2 separate regions of the Sus scrofa genome follow, and region 2 is linked to region 1. Evidence: chromatin contacts called from public promoter capture Hi-C data. All regions are on one chromosome and are shown on one strand. Each heading gives the region's core, a stretch centred on a gene start, on an enhancer-like site or on the middle of the called end of the contact. The rest is flanking DNA. Distances are from core to core; before and after follow the strand shown. Region 1 holds the start of C9H1orf105. Region 2 has its middle 19 kb from the start of SUCO.

Region 1 (7,315 bases), core at 2,295-4,794:
TGAAGAGGGCCCCACAAAGCTTTTCCCGCCACAAAATAACAGAAAGGATAAGCACCTTCACCACCCAAGCCTTTGGTTAACTTTTTCTTTTGATTTCTGATCTCCCACCCACATCAGCATGCTGCTTCCAGAATGGAATTCTGCCTTCGAATCTTATACTAGTTGGAGGGCTAGTCTATCAGTTTGTCTTAGTAACAGAATGGAAGTCACCAAACTCAGCTGAGGAACCTGGACAAGTCTTCTTTGATTTCAGCCTCATCCCAAGGCCCATGAATGTTCTCTTTAAACAGCTGCAAGCGAATGAGGTAGAAAGGACAGAGACATGAGATGGAAACCAGCAGAAGGGCAAAGAGTATGGCTCCCACAACACTAATGGACAGGAGGCCTCCCAAGGCTGAAAATGCAAAAAGCAGTGTGACTCCCACATAACTGCAGGGAGTACATGCCTTCAGTTTTTTCTGTAACATGGGCCACAGGGCAAAAATCTGGATGGCAAATGTCACCATGATGAAGGCATGTAGGGACCGGGGCAGGCGTGAGGCAAGGCAGACAGAAGCAAAGATGGCCATGTTCAAGGACAGTGTGCTGGATACAATGGCAGCATTGGCACCATAGTCAAAGAAGATGAGGTGGCCCAATAGCATGAAGACTGACATGGCATAGATGGTGTCAGTGCTGACAGACTCTGTCAGGGTCTTCAGCACCGGTGAAAAGCCGTATGTGAAAGTAATGAAAACTAGGGCACTCTTCAAGTCAGCCCACCGGGTCCGCCCACTCTTCTTCCGTCCTTCACCTCCATCAATGAGATCAAACAAAACATAGCCAATCAATGAAGAGGCCAGGCCAGTCCCGAAAAGCCAGTGGGGTGCCAGAAGACCCTCATCCATATACCACCAGATAACCACAAAAACACAGACACTGCATAGCTGCTGGATCACCACACTGGACTCAAATACTACAGCCCAATACTGGTATTTCCGGGCATAGATGTTTTTCCGGAGCTCTTCCAGGAACCTTCGGTCCACATAGTTATCAGGAAAGGGCTGTCGCTCATACAAGACCTTCTGCCACTTGGCCTCTTTGGTGTTAGTTACAGGCTGTGAACACATTATCCTTTTGCTCAAACTCAGGCTAGTTCAATCTCCGTTGTAGAAGTCCATGTGGTTCTTGTTCTTTATAAAGTTTTGAAATAAGACCTCTCTGGAAATTTCATGTTGAATGTGGTTGATATGGTACCAACCTTCCCTTGCTTTCAAAGGCAGAACCCAGGCTAGACCTTTAGTAGATGAGTTTGTTCTCTGAGGCAGGACAATATAGCCAAGTTCCTAGAAAAAGAGAGACTGTGAATCTATGAATGTTGTGAAAGGTCAAGGGTAGGACTGAGTTAAAATCAAACCAACTTATTGGGTTATCATAAGCTTATTAGAAGTCTGAACAAAATATATATGGTGGCCATCATGTAACTGAGGACATTAAAATTTCATTTCAGATTTTACATTATAATCCCTTAGCAGCTACCATTTGTCAAGAGTGCATACTATGTACTAAGAGCCTTACGTAGCTTCTTTCATTTAATCTCCACAATCCTGGAGATTAACCCAACTAATAAAGCAGCAATTCAAAGTGCTTAGGTAACTTTAGCCCAAGTTAACAGTGGTAATTAGTGGAGCCAGATTCAAAGGAAACTTCTTTCCCAAAGGCTTCACATGTCTCCCTCTAAACTAGTTCTTAACTCAGGGGTTCACATATCCCTGAGGTCTATGGATGGGCTTCAGACCCTTCAACAACCCTCCCAGTCAATGCATATTTGTAGTTGTAATTTATGCAGATTTCTAAGGCTAGGATCCAAAGCTTTTACTGGGTTCTCAGAGGCATCTATTACTGAAAAAAGTTACCGGTCTAAAAACAAAAACCTCATAATAATAAAGGTACAAGCTCTAAGGTTTATTTAACTAAAGCCAAGGACTGGAGATTCTTAATCCCTTGACCGAGTTTAGCAGCCTTAAAAAGAGTTATCATTCTACTTATTTAACGCGAAACTCTAGGAAGGATCGGAGATAATGATCTCCTTTCCACTACTGCAAAACTAAGAGTCAGAAATACCAAGATCATCCAGCAGGTCTGCGAAGAAAATTCTTATGGCCCGACCTTACGTCTTCCATGGAGACCATGATAGGTTTTGCTTCACAAACCAGACGCCCTGGGAGGCTCCCTCACCGCAGCAGGGACCCCAGCCCCGGCATCTCACGGCCGCCGCAGGGGGCTGGAGGGTCCCAGGCGCTGAAAAGGGCAACGCCCGCCCGCTGGGTCGGGGACAGGGCTGGGGAGGGGGTGGGGAAGGGGAGGGTGTCCCCGAGGGTGTACCCCGCCCGCCGCCACCCCTCACCCAGCCTCGGCCCTGCGGGGGATGGCGGAGGAGGCCCGGAAATACTGACTCCCACTCGGAACCCACCTGCCCGCGAGTTCCTAGGGGTGCGCGGCCGGGCGAGGGCGGCCGCCCGCCTCCTTCCCCATCCGGGGCGCCGGGGTCGCGCCGGCGGCCGAGCACTTCCGGGGCCGCCACAACCTCTGCGGCCAGAGCGTCCTTCCTCTGCCCGCGCGGCCTTGAGGTCACTGCTGCCCCCTCCTGGCCGCGCAAGGGAACTCCCGGCTCCTCTCCCTAGAAGAATGGGTGATGCCTGGAAAGCAAATCCTGGACATGGAGATTGGGATTTGGCACCAGAAAGGCAAAGGACAGAGGCTGGACTGGGAGAAGAGAGATTATAATGGCTACTTTGATCGCGCTCTATTATGAAACCAGACCTTCGGCTAGGGACTTTCGAAGCATCCATGAATACACTAGACACATTCACTAAATTTCTGCAAGTATCAAGCACTGCTGTAGGTGCTAGTGATACAGCAGCTAAGCAATAGAAAAAAAAAAAAATTCCTGCCCTCGTGGAACTTTCTGACTCATGCATTGATCTGTGAAGTGATAATAATGTCGTCCTTTCGCGGAAGACAAAACTGATGCTGGGAGAGGTTGTGACTTGTCCAAGGCCATGCTGCTGGAAAGTGGATTAGTCAATATCAACATCCACTTGTTTTACAGCTTCATTAACCAAGACTGACATCCAGTTGTCTGTAGCTTCAAAGTACAGTTCTTTCTTCTTTGTCTCCTAGAAGGGATGAGGGAGAAGGGCCCTGTGACTGAAAGCAGCCAAACACTTAGAATAGGAGGCTGATAAAGTTCAGTTGAAGTCATGGACATTTTAGAGGATACATAAACAGCTAGGAATAATGAAGAAGCAAAGGGATATAGTAGACACAAAAGTCAGAAAACCTAAATTCACTCACTAGCTGTGTGACTTAGCAAATCACACTAAGATTTGATTTCTTCATCTGTAAAATGGAGATAACACTGTTTACTCTTGGGAGAGTCAACAGGGTCAAATACAAAACTTAAAAATGTTTTATAAAGTGTTGACTGCACTGACTTTGGTCATCCTAACAATGGCAATGGTCGGGAGGAATAAATCCTGCAAAATGATCTCTTTCCATTTCTCTCCAGGTTTCTGTTCCAAGATTTGACAAGACTCCCTGGTTTAGCAAGGCCAGCCTCACGAACAAGCCATTAATACTCAGCCTCCCCAAAAGGTAATAGCTCAGCCACTGAGAGCAAAGGTCTCAAGAAAGACCTCATAGAAGATGATTTCTTAAGAGTTAGGGGCAATTATTCAAGGGGCACAGCTGGTCGGTTGAGGGAAAGAAGTAAAGTGCTAAAAAATCAGAAATGGTCAAGGTTTCTGAGACAAAAGTGAGCCCTGAGAATTGGCCTGGCTGAAGAAGGCCAATTAACCTTCCTCTGTACCACCACAACTAAACAATACAAGAGAATTTTTGGGAGTTCCCTTTATGGCTCAGTGGCTTGAGAGTCTGATATAGTGTCTGTGAGGATGTGGGCTCAAACCCGGGCCTTGCTCGGTGGGTTAAGGGTCTGGCATTGCTGCAAGCTGCAGCGTAGGTCACAGATGCGACTGGATCATGACTGGTGTGGGACTTCGATTGCAGCTCTGATTTGACCCCTAGCCCAGAAGCCTCCATGTGCTGCAGGTACAGCCATTAAAAAAAAAAAGAGAAAGGGGGAAAAAGGAAGAAAAATATATACAAAAGAATTCTACCCATAGGCACTGACTTTCAAAAAACTTCCATCCTCTTCATCATTTTACCTTTTCTCCTCGCATTAGTTTGAAATTTACAAATTTTAACTGCGACCTATGCTGCAGCTGTGGCAAAGCCAGATCCTTAACCCACTGTGTGGGGCCAGAGATTGAACCCTCACTTCCATCTGGACCTGAGCGACTACAGTTCAGATTCTTAAGCCACAGTGGGAACTCCTCCTCCCCCAGTTTCGATGCTTGAATTTGGTGACAGACACCGGGCTGGAAGGGGGGAATGAAAGGGAGGGTAGGTAAGAGGTTCACGTAGGGGTGAATGGGAGAAATCAGGGAAGATTAAGGAAAGGGCAGGCCAGGAGACAGGTCCATAGGCACATCATAGATGAAAAGTTGGCTCCCTGGCATGTAACGTCATTTGCTAGAAAGACTATACTCTCTGAAAAGAGTTCCCCTGTTGGTAGCTGTCACATACCCTCCTGCCATGAATAAATGACTCTCCATGAGGAATACTCTCTCCTCATCCCCCTTCCAATAACAGGTACCTTTGCTTTGTCCGATGCACTTTTTAAAAACCACATTCTCAGTAAGCAGCTAGACAGTTCTGTGTATTTTCAGAGCACCTATGAAGTACTTGTTGTTCGGTTTTGTTTTGTTTTGTTTTGTTTTTCATAGCTTTGAATATATTTGAACTCTAGCTACTGTCTTAGTATAAAGCAGCAATCCTAGATTGAGTAAACCTGAAGGCTTGTTTATTAAAAAAAAAACACAGGTGACTTAGTTCGTATTAAGAGTTAGTACCTCAAGGATCAGCATGGGTAATGACAATTTAGCACCTGTTAATTAGGGGCAGGTACAAATTTGCACGACAATGACAGATGGATGACATAAATGAGTAGATCTGGCCTAAAGGGAATTGTAGTGAAGGGGAGATCACCTCCCTCCGAGAGGGACAGTCTGCCTCTACCTACTCAATGTTACCAGAAAGTATGTGAACCCAGTGGCCAGATCTGCTGGTTTTTCCAGCAGTGGTGGAAATATGGACTTTTATGTGCAATGGCTAGGGTCTAAAGAGGGTAATATCCCACTTTCCTATCCCACCCCCATACCCCTCAGACCTACCCCTGCAGCCAGAAGCGAAGCATCTTTGTGCATAGCTCTCTCACCCCCCAGCTACCTCATTCCTCGATTGAACAAGCCTTTGGCAGGAGGTGTGGAAGGGGGCATAAAGTGGGGGGCCCTGGAGTGTCAGAGGGGACAGCCATCTGGGAAGGGACACAGGAGTGTTCCCTCCAGCCAGCCAGACTTGAGCTGGTTGCAAGGAGAAATGACCTCACACAACCTGAGGCTTTACTCATGTCTGTACTGGGAGGACTTGGGGAGTCATCTAAACTCTTGTTAAGAGAAATGGCACTCACCTACCTCACAAGAATTCTAAGACTCCTGGACAGCACCTGTGAGGTGCCCTGAGCTTTCAGAAGGACAAGATAGGAATGGAAAATCCTTTGAAAGGATGCTTTAAGTACCTACAATTCTTGAGAACTGTAAACTCATCTGACCAAAGCTCTGAGTCCCAAGCTGTTTATTTTGGCAAAACCCCTTTCTGAGAACTTGGTTAGAAAGTTCTGAATGTGTCTGAAGTATTACCTAGCTTTGGACAAGCAGTCCCAACACAGAACAGTCTGAAAAAGAGGAACATTTAGTGAAATGTGCTCAGAGCACCCTTAATTGTGAGCTCTGGGAACACGCCTGGGGGCTTAGAGGAGGGGAGACCCAGTTCTGAAGGTCACTGCCTTCAGACCGCTTCCTTCCAGGGGGACTCTCAGTTTGGCCTGATGGTGCTGAAGCCACAACCATCATCAGTCTTGAAAGCTCTCAGGTCACACTGAGGTCCTATTTGTATGAGATGATTATGTGCTGAACTGCTGTTCTAAAGTGGCCTCTGGTCTCTCCTGGCCAGCTCTTGGGTGTCAAGTCCAAGGCCAGCTGTTCACATATCATAGACAAAGGCAGTGAAGGAGTTGGCTCAGACCCAACTCCCTGCTCTCCCGGGGCCCAGGGAAATGGTGGGAGAAATAAAACAAATGCCTTGTGCACATCAAACTCCTTGCACATGCCTTTGTTATAAATGAATAATGGACAATGAAATCTTTCCTCATGAGAGAGGAGAGGTTGTTCTTGGCAGAACCGCCGGCATTCTGAGTGAGTTTCCATTTCTTGGAGGCCAGGGCATGTACAGAGCTGCACACAAGGGCTGTTTACGAGGTCCAGGCCCTGCACACCTTGGCTCCTTAGACTGTAATAAAATGAACCATAGCAGCCAGCAAGGTGGGTCGTGCTGTGAGGAGAACGGGTAAAATCTCTGCAGCATCTCTGCCTCACCTTCTGCCTGGAAAGAAAGAATGTTCTGGAAGAAAACTGGAGGGAGAAGATGTTCCATGGGAGCAAATGGTGGATTGTTTCTGGGTGCGGGGACAGAAACTCTGAGAAAGCAGGCCAGGCAGAAAGGACTGCTCTGGTTAAACACTAGTAACTTCTGCATGGGCTTTTCCAAGAAGGAACTCTGGGGTGCATTTCTCCTTATACAGCTGCTTTCATGAACACATTTTTTTTCTGGCCTTATTTGCACAGTCTCCAACCATCCACGACTGGCGCTGGTTAGTTCAAAACCAAAAGGACAGAGAAGCCAGAGTGACTAAAGAGAGAAAATCTTGTGGCAGCTCCAAAGTGGCTCGGAGTCCTTCAGGATCAGGGTGGGGAGCAAGTCCTTGGGTGTTCCTGGAGTTTTCTCTGAAACAGCCAGGGACCTGGCTCTCCTAACCTGGACTACGGTTCTAACTCACTCTTGTTTTGATTATTCAGATATCCTCAATCCTCTGCCACTTTTTTGGGTTCATCCAAGAAGGATAAGAATTTGCCAATTTTGTTCCAAGTGCCAGATATCGTATCGAAGGTACTCAATTTTTTTTTTTTAATTGAAAAGAAACCCATAGCTGGTTCTAGGATGACAGAGAAAGTGAATGCAAAGGCATTTCCTACCTCCCTAGCACAGCCTGAGTCTGGAACGTCATCATTGTTCAAGAGGTTTGTTCTATGAGATGAATGAACACCCCCTCACGTGGTCCTGAGCATCTTAGGGCTCCCCCCACCACCACCCTCCA
Region 2 (7,315 bases), core at 2,823-5,322, 70 kb after region 1:
TTTTTAGTCCTTTATAGTTTCTCTGTATTTTGTTGCTTGAGATGTTTGTCCAGGTGCAAACACTGCAGCCCCTGTAGCAAAGGGTCCCAGGTCCCAGCCTGCTCATAATTATAATCAGGGCTGAGACTAAATCTAGTAACATTGAATATGGAATAGAGGAAAACTTGTAATTAATCTTCTTTTTCTACAACCCTTTTTAGTACTTTACTCCCCTGTATATTTGGGGACAGAACAAAATCTGCCTACCCTGGTGAAAATTCTGTGTCCAAACCTCTTCCTCCCCTACATACACCATCAGCACTTGGGTTCTGGATCTAATTGCAGCACAGTGCTGAGGAAGAGAACTAGTGAATCAACAGCAATTGAGCCTCCATTAAAGAAGAAAATGGAGCTGATCAAGAGACAGAGATGGATTTAAAAGAAGAGAACCAGGGAGACCAAAAGGGGAATGAGGTTTAACAAAGACATGGCGAACCACTGAGGAGAGTTGGATTGAGTGATTACAGTTGATGAGCTGAGTAGAATGAGAGAAAAGACAGAATGCAACATGTTAAGGAAAAGAAAACCAGCCCCTGAAGAAATGGAGACAGAGGTATAAAAATAATGATGATAACCAGTGTTTATTGGGGAGCTTAGTTTTTTGTCTAGTACACTTGGCACATGTTATGTCCTTACAGAGACCCTATAAAATAGGTACTACAATCATCCCCATGGTAGATGAGCAAATTGCAGCACAGACTGAACAGTAATTTATGCAAGTTAATTTACTACCTTACTGATAATCTGGAACTGATGAAGCTCAGATTCAAACTCAGATCTGTCCAACTCTTGACTGCAAATTTATTGTGCTCTCACTCTAGGTTTGTTTGCTTCAGAGGAATTAAATAGTTCATATGTATCTCATGAGGAGAATGTGGTTTGGGGGAACTTTCTGTTAAGATAAGGATGATATAAGGATTTATGGGGGCAGATAGGAAAGGGGCAGTGGAGATGGAGACTGAAGATGCAAAGAGATGAGTCTAACTTATGGAAACTTGCAACTGATGGAATAAAATTTCCCAAGGATAGAAAGGGCTCTGCTTACAAATACAGCTGGACAAGTTAAGACCTAAGAAAAGGAAGAAAATTGTTATTGGGTTTGATGATTAGGAAATAATTTTGTTTGAAATAGCTTTCAAACTTAGATTTCACAGAGGAAGCCAGGTATTAACAAATATTCAGTAGTTCCTCAGATGAGTTATGCACCCTGTCAAATAGAGTCAAAAACAGCATTGCTTGTCATTTCTAATTATTCTCTAGATGCTGGTTATAATGATGAGAAACAGTTTATCAGTACTCAAAATGTTTACATTGCTCTGTTCATCTGAGAAATGATCTTATTCAGATAGTCTCTGGATAGGTAGGGCCTGTCAATTGGAATTCTTTTGAATTCAAGGGTCAGGAACCCAGCTGGAACTAGCTTAAGTAAAAGAGGATTGCCTTGTCTCATACAGCCAGAACCCAGGAAGGACAGGGGTGTAACCAGCCTTGGGAGAACTGGAAAATGGGGCTTGACTACCAGCAGAATGCTCTGTCCTTTATCTCTGTTCCTCTCTGCTGCTGATTTCACATACTTCTACTCCAGGATACAAGCTGTCCTTAGGTTCATTCTCTATCCTTTCCCTACCAGAAAGATAGAAAGGCATTTCTCCCAAGCTCCAGAGTGAAAATGCCAGGGAAGGGCTCAGAGTGTGCTAAGCTGGGTCATGTGCCCCCTCATGGGGACAGTCAGTGACCAGGGGATGGAGGTCAACTCCCATCCAGACCACCTGGGGCCAGGTGCAAGGTGGGGAGATTCACTTCCTCAAAAAGACGGAAATGCTGTTTCCAGAAGAAAGAAGTGGGGATGGTCAGAAGCAAATAACAAAATTCTACTGGTGTAGTCAGTCCCTTTACTGATGGGAAAAGTTAAGCACAGAAGCATTAGAAAATTTACTCATAGGTTTCGTGAGTCAGAACTGACAGTAGATGCAGTTTGTTTTACTAATCTTGCTGCAAAATTGTTCTGGCTATTGTGGTAAAAGCTGCATTTGGTTTTAGCTGTAATTGCTGCTCTTCTCCAGTTATGTTCTTTGTAAGCAAGTAACAGTATGTGACGAGCAATATGTACTTCTGGATCTATCCTCAAGAGTCAGCTCCCCTCTTCTCCACAGAAACTAGTAGGAAAATACTCATAACAAATTTACTCTGGACCAGCAAGACTCTACTTGCTTCAGGCCTGTCTTCACCTGGATTATTCATAGTGATCTCAGAGAGAGCCCCACCTGCAGAGTCATAATGAGTGAGCTAAGGGATAGGAAACTTCACCTCCACCTGGTCTGCTGACACAAGCCTTTGAGCTATCAATTCATCTTGCATGGTCCATTTAAAGTGAGAACTTGCTCTTGCATTTGGAGTGGATAAGCAATGAGATTCTGCTATATAGCCCAAGGAACTGTATCTGACCACTTGTGATGGAATATGATGGAGGATAATATGAAAAGAAGAATGTATATATATGTATAACTGGGTCACTTTGCTGTACAGCAGAAATTGACAGAATACTGTACATCAACTATAATAATTTTTTTTTTTTTTTTTTTTTTTTGCTATTTCTTGGGCCGCTCCCGCGGCATATGGAGGTTCCCAGGCTAGGGGTCCAATTGGAGCTATAGCCACCGGCCTACGCCAGAGCCACAGCAACGTGGGATCCAAGCCGCATCTGCGACCTACACCACAGCTCACGGCAACGCCGGATCGTTAACCCACTGAGCAAGGGCAGGGACCGAACCCGAAACCTCATGGTTCCTAGTCGGATTCGTTAACCACTGCGCGACGACAGGAACTCCTATAATAATTTTTTTAATTTAAAAAAATAAGTAAGAACTTACTTTCTCCCCAGACATGAAAATATAGATATGTAGGCTCTCTAGAATATGGACAATCATATGTCCAATTTGTACCTCTCAGCTTTAAATACGTTAAAGAAATTGACATATTTCACATAACTTAAGGGTATTTTTCACCTTGTTAATGAAAGGAATTTGTGAAAGTAATTATTGAATGCTTAGAAGAAAGCCGAACATCAGAATTATCTTTGTAGGCAGAGCTCTTGGAAATGTGTATAAGAAAGGGAGACAACATGGACTTAAAAAATAATGCTTCTGTCTGATTTATTGTGTGCAGATCTTAGGCTGGAAAGCTGAAAAAATTCATTGAGGAAAACTCACTTCTTTGCTTCATTGTTGAGAAAATAAAAGGAACTTTTCTGTTAACCTCCAGATTAGTAAGGACAGCACACAGAACATGTTCCTCAACTAGCAGAATGGCTTTTAGGACTAAAAATAGTCCTAATGGTTATTTTTCAAGCATTTTGTGTTCTCTTCCACCCAGTGATTCAGATTCAGATTCAATTGACTGCTCCCTCCTGGCACTTTGCATGATGCTCCCATAACTTCGTTTGATTCTCATTTCAACTTCAATGGCGTCTCAGCATTCTCATTTTACAGAGACATAGGGAAATTAAGAGCCTTAAGTAAGGCCTCATCAGTGTTGACTGAAGGGCTGGGGTTCTGGCATCAGAATCTGTTTTTTTTCTGATACCATGACCTGGTCCCCTTCTTCTGACCCTGGTCTCCATTGTATCAGAGTCAGCAAGTTAAATCAACAGTTAGGTATTCCATAGCAGTAGGAGTGGGAGTGAGAAGAATAGTCTTTCTTTGCTAGTTTTCATTTTATGAACACAAAATTAAGCAGTTTGCAGAGAAATAACAAAGAATAGCGCAACCATAACTTGAGTAGTCATGCGGCATGATTAAAGACCATCTGTTCTTTCCCACGTCTTTGTGTGTGTGTTTGCTTTTTGCAGTGTCAACAAGTTCTCTGTGTGGCCAAAAGGTGTGAAAGATGAAACACAGCAGGTTGGAATTAAAGGACTGAATAGAGATGGACCATCCCCCTACTCATGGAATTTTATTTACTCGTTGAAAGCCTCATGTAACACGTGTTCAAAGACAGCTGGGTCTTGGAAGAAGTGATATTACCCTGGTGATATCAGAAGGTCATAGAGCTGTGTGGGACCTTAAGATAAACACTTCTGCACAGCCTGTCCCAATCAATACACAATTTGCCAACTTCACATGAAATGTCATTTGGCAAATAAAAAATGTTCTCTTAGGGAAACATAAGATGGATACATACTGGTGATTTTACCTACAATTAAAATAGAGTCATTAATTGGATAATTCAGGAAAAAAAATCAGTTATTCCTTATCACAACACTGTAATACTAAAGCTAATTTCACTTTTGTATTTACCCTTCCTGGGGACATCACTGCCTTTAGGATGCATCCCTTTGGCTCCTGTGATCTCTCTCTCTCTCTCTCTTTTTTTTGTTTTTGTTTGTTTGTTTTTAGGGCCACACCTGCAGCACATGGAAGTTCTCAGGCTAGGGGTCTAATCAGAACTACAGCTGCCAGCCTGTACCTCAGCCACAGCAACACCGGATCTGAGCCGTGTCTGCGAACTACACCACAGCTCACGGCAACACAGGATCTCCAACCCACTGAACCAGGCCAGGGCTCGAACCTGTGTCCCCACGGACACTAGTTGGATTCGTTTCCACTGTGCCACAAAGGGAACTCTCCTGGGATCTCTTTTGATGAATGACAGTTGTCAGGAGTTGGAATGCCTGACGTTGTGTCTTATTTTGAAGATGGTGGCCCTTGGCAGCAGGGTTGCATGGTGCTTGTTTGTCCTTTTATGCACTCCCTGCTGGTGTCTGAATGTTCAAATAAACATGCTAAGAACAAAGTAAGTATGCTGAGGAAGAACCATTTCTCTGAACCCGGGTGCTCCCCAGTTACTTTTGGTACAAAAGACAGACCCTGGGGACTTGCTTCCTGATTATGCATTTTCAGTTTCTTAATCCACTGCAACAGGAAGGCAGGCGACTAGGCCTTGTTTCCTAAGATGCATTATTTTTGTCAACTCATTGCTCCTATCGCTATTCAGCTTCTAGCTTTTTACATTCTTAAATAAATCCCTTTTTCTAAAAAAAAAAAAAAAAAAAAAAAAAAAAGTCATGCCCCTAAACTGTCCATTTATTGCTGCCAGTAAAAGCAAGTAATTAAAAAGGAAAGAGATGTAGGCTCTCTTCCACTGCTCACTAGGCCTCCTACAACTATAGGTCAACTCTTCCAAGCTTGTTTTTCTGGAACATGCAGGAGAACAGAGAAATGGCTTTGTGAGGGTTACCACAACAAGTTGCAGGACGGGCCTCATTCCTAATCACTCCTTTTCCCCAGGCTCCTCATCTCTCCTCCTTTTCTCTCCCCTTTTCCCTTGTCTATATTCTCCCTCCTTCCTTCTCTCCCTCTAATATGTTTTTACCTGGGCGGGTTTGTGATATTGTAAGAATACTAAGATTAATGAAATAATATTTGAGTGTTCTGATGACCTCAAAGGAAGGCTCTTTGCATTTCCTAGTTCTCTTGTAATTAATGGTCTTCTCTTAGGAGTAAACTGTTTAACCTATCAAACAAATCAGTTTTTCTCCGGTAAGGTAACCATCTGCTGATCTTTGACAGGTAAGAGATGTATTAGGTGATTTTTTTTTTCAAGATCAAGGCCAAGAATCTATATTGACTTCTCTCAGCAAAGAAATGGAAATAATTCCAGAAGTTCCCTTCATGGCTCAGAGGTTAACAAACCCAACTAGGATCCATGAGGATGTGAGTTCGATCCTTAGTCTAGCTCAGTGGGCTGGGGATCCGGCGTTGGCATAAGCTGTGGTGTAGGACACAGACAAGGCTTGGATCCCCCGTTGCTGTGGCTGTGGTGTAGGCCGGTGGTAGCTACAGCTCCGATTCGACCCCTAGCCTGGGAACCTCCATATGTCACAAGCATGGCGCTAAAATAGCAACAACAACAAAAACAAATGGAAATAATTCCACCCAGGAAAGCTTTCCCTGGGCAAAGAGGAGAGCAGTACTACTGGGGGAGGCAGCTTTCAAGGCCTTGTAAAACCTGCTGTGTACCTTTCCAGCCTATCATTCTCAGACAGGTCAGCAGCCTGTGAATTGAACTTCTTTCTCTTTCCTTAGTGTGAGGCATACCTCCAGACCTTAGCTTGTACACTTCCCACTGCCTGCAGAGCACCATCCCATAGCAGCAACACGACAGGCACACAGGCAGCATAGCGGTTCACGTGCTCCTTCTGCCAGGAAAAGTGCATCCATGCTTTGAGGCCCAGTCGTAGGCCCATCTCTTCCTCTGCCTTCCTTGAGTAGCTCAGCTTGCTCCATCCCTTCTCTTCTTCTCTGATCACCTGCAGCATTTACTCTGGGTCGGGCGAAAGTTCATCTCTGTGATGAAAATACACTGGCACTGAAACAGAATATGACCCGCTTGATAAAATTTAGCAAGTTTTGAAAAAGTGGTATGCATGTGTGTGTCTTAGTGAATAAGCTGAAGGCTGAGAGGGTGGGGAGAAGAGAGGATGAACACAGAGAGAAGTGATGAAAATATCACCTTCTGGTCCTGATTACATATCTTATAGAACCTCTCTCTTCAGAGCTGTGATAATTCTCTCTCTCTTCACTTTGGCCTTTATCCTGCAGCTGTTGGTCTTATAGATGTAGAAACTCACCAGGGCTTCTCAAACCTCAGTTCAATATTTTGAAAACATCTTTCAGTTTGGAGAGAGCCTCTCTCTCTCTTTCTCCTCCCCTCTCTTTCTTTATCTCTCCTCCAAATGCCAAAATGTCCACTAAATTGCACTTACTGTTTAAGTGCTGCTGCATTTGGCTCCTTCTGCATCCTCTTGGCCAGTACTAAAAACTGAATAGTTTATATTCTCCCTTTCCTTCTCCAGCCTTTTCCTGAAAGTTCTAACTTGATGTTGGAACAGTTTCAGGCAGTCTCCATCCCATCCTGCAGTCTAGTCTGCCTGTATGCTGAAGCCTTTGACACATCAAACAAAATTGCCTAGTGCTTTCGTTCTCTAATGTGTACATACATACCCTTACCATGTCATGATAATATACTCTGGAGATAAAATGTGAACATTAAAAAGCTGTTTTGAATACCCAATTTTACTTCTATAATAAAGACGTATTTGCAGGGTTCCCGTTGTGGCTCAGTGTTAACGAACCCGACTAGGATCCAAAAGGATCCGGATTCGATCCCTGGCCTCATTCAGTGTGTTAAGAATCCAGCGTTGCTGTGAGCTGTGGTATAGGTTGCAGACATGGCTCGGATCTGGCATTGCTGTGACTGTGGCTGTGGTGGGCAGCTG

Evidence for each region. Promoter capture Hi-C pulls out the DNA fragments that hold promoters and counts their contacts.
Region 2: a contact with region 1 is called in a promoter capture Hi-C map of liver, with 5 times the contacts expected there. The contact joins the enhancer-like site here to the promoter of C9H1orf105 in region 1. A contact is called at or near these places in 1 of 5 promoter capture datasets (liver) and 8 of 47 Hi-C or Micro-C datasets (alveolar macrophages, embryonic fibroblasts, epiblast stem cells and 3 more).

The regions. Positions count from the first base shown.
Region 1 is chr9:114,824,870-114,832,184 of Sscrofa11.1, forward strand. It overlaps C9H1orf105, which reads left to right and starts at 3,545. Exons shown (of 6, transcript XM_021063651.1): 1 at 3,545-3,636; 2 at 7,017-7,107. The coding sequence starts at 3,545. It overlaps PIGC (phosphatidylinositol glycan anchor biosynthesis class C), which reads right to left and starts at 1,109. Exons shown (of 1, transcript NM_001167654.1): 1 at 216-1,109. The coding sequence starts at 1,109. The coding sequence ends at 216.
Region 2 is chr9:114,894,264-114,901,578 of Sscrofa11.1, forward strand. No RefSeq gene overlaps it. Among named protein-coding and RNA genes, the nearest start is that of SUCO, 19 kb to the right of the region's middle. Within about 2 kb of position 4,073, at least 6 of the 83 cell types and tissues checked have an H3K27ac peak or open chromatin away from gene starts, as enhancers often do. A contact at or near this core is called in fetal liver and liver, where this site is marked.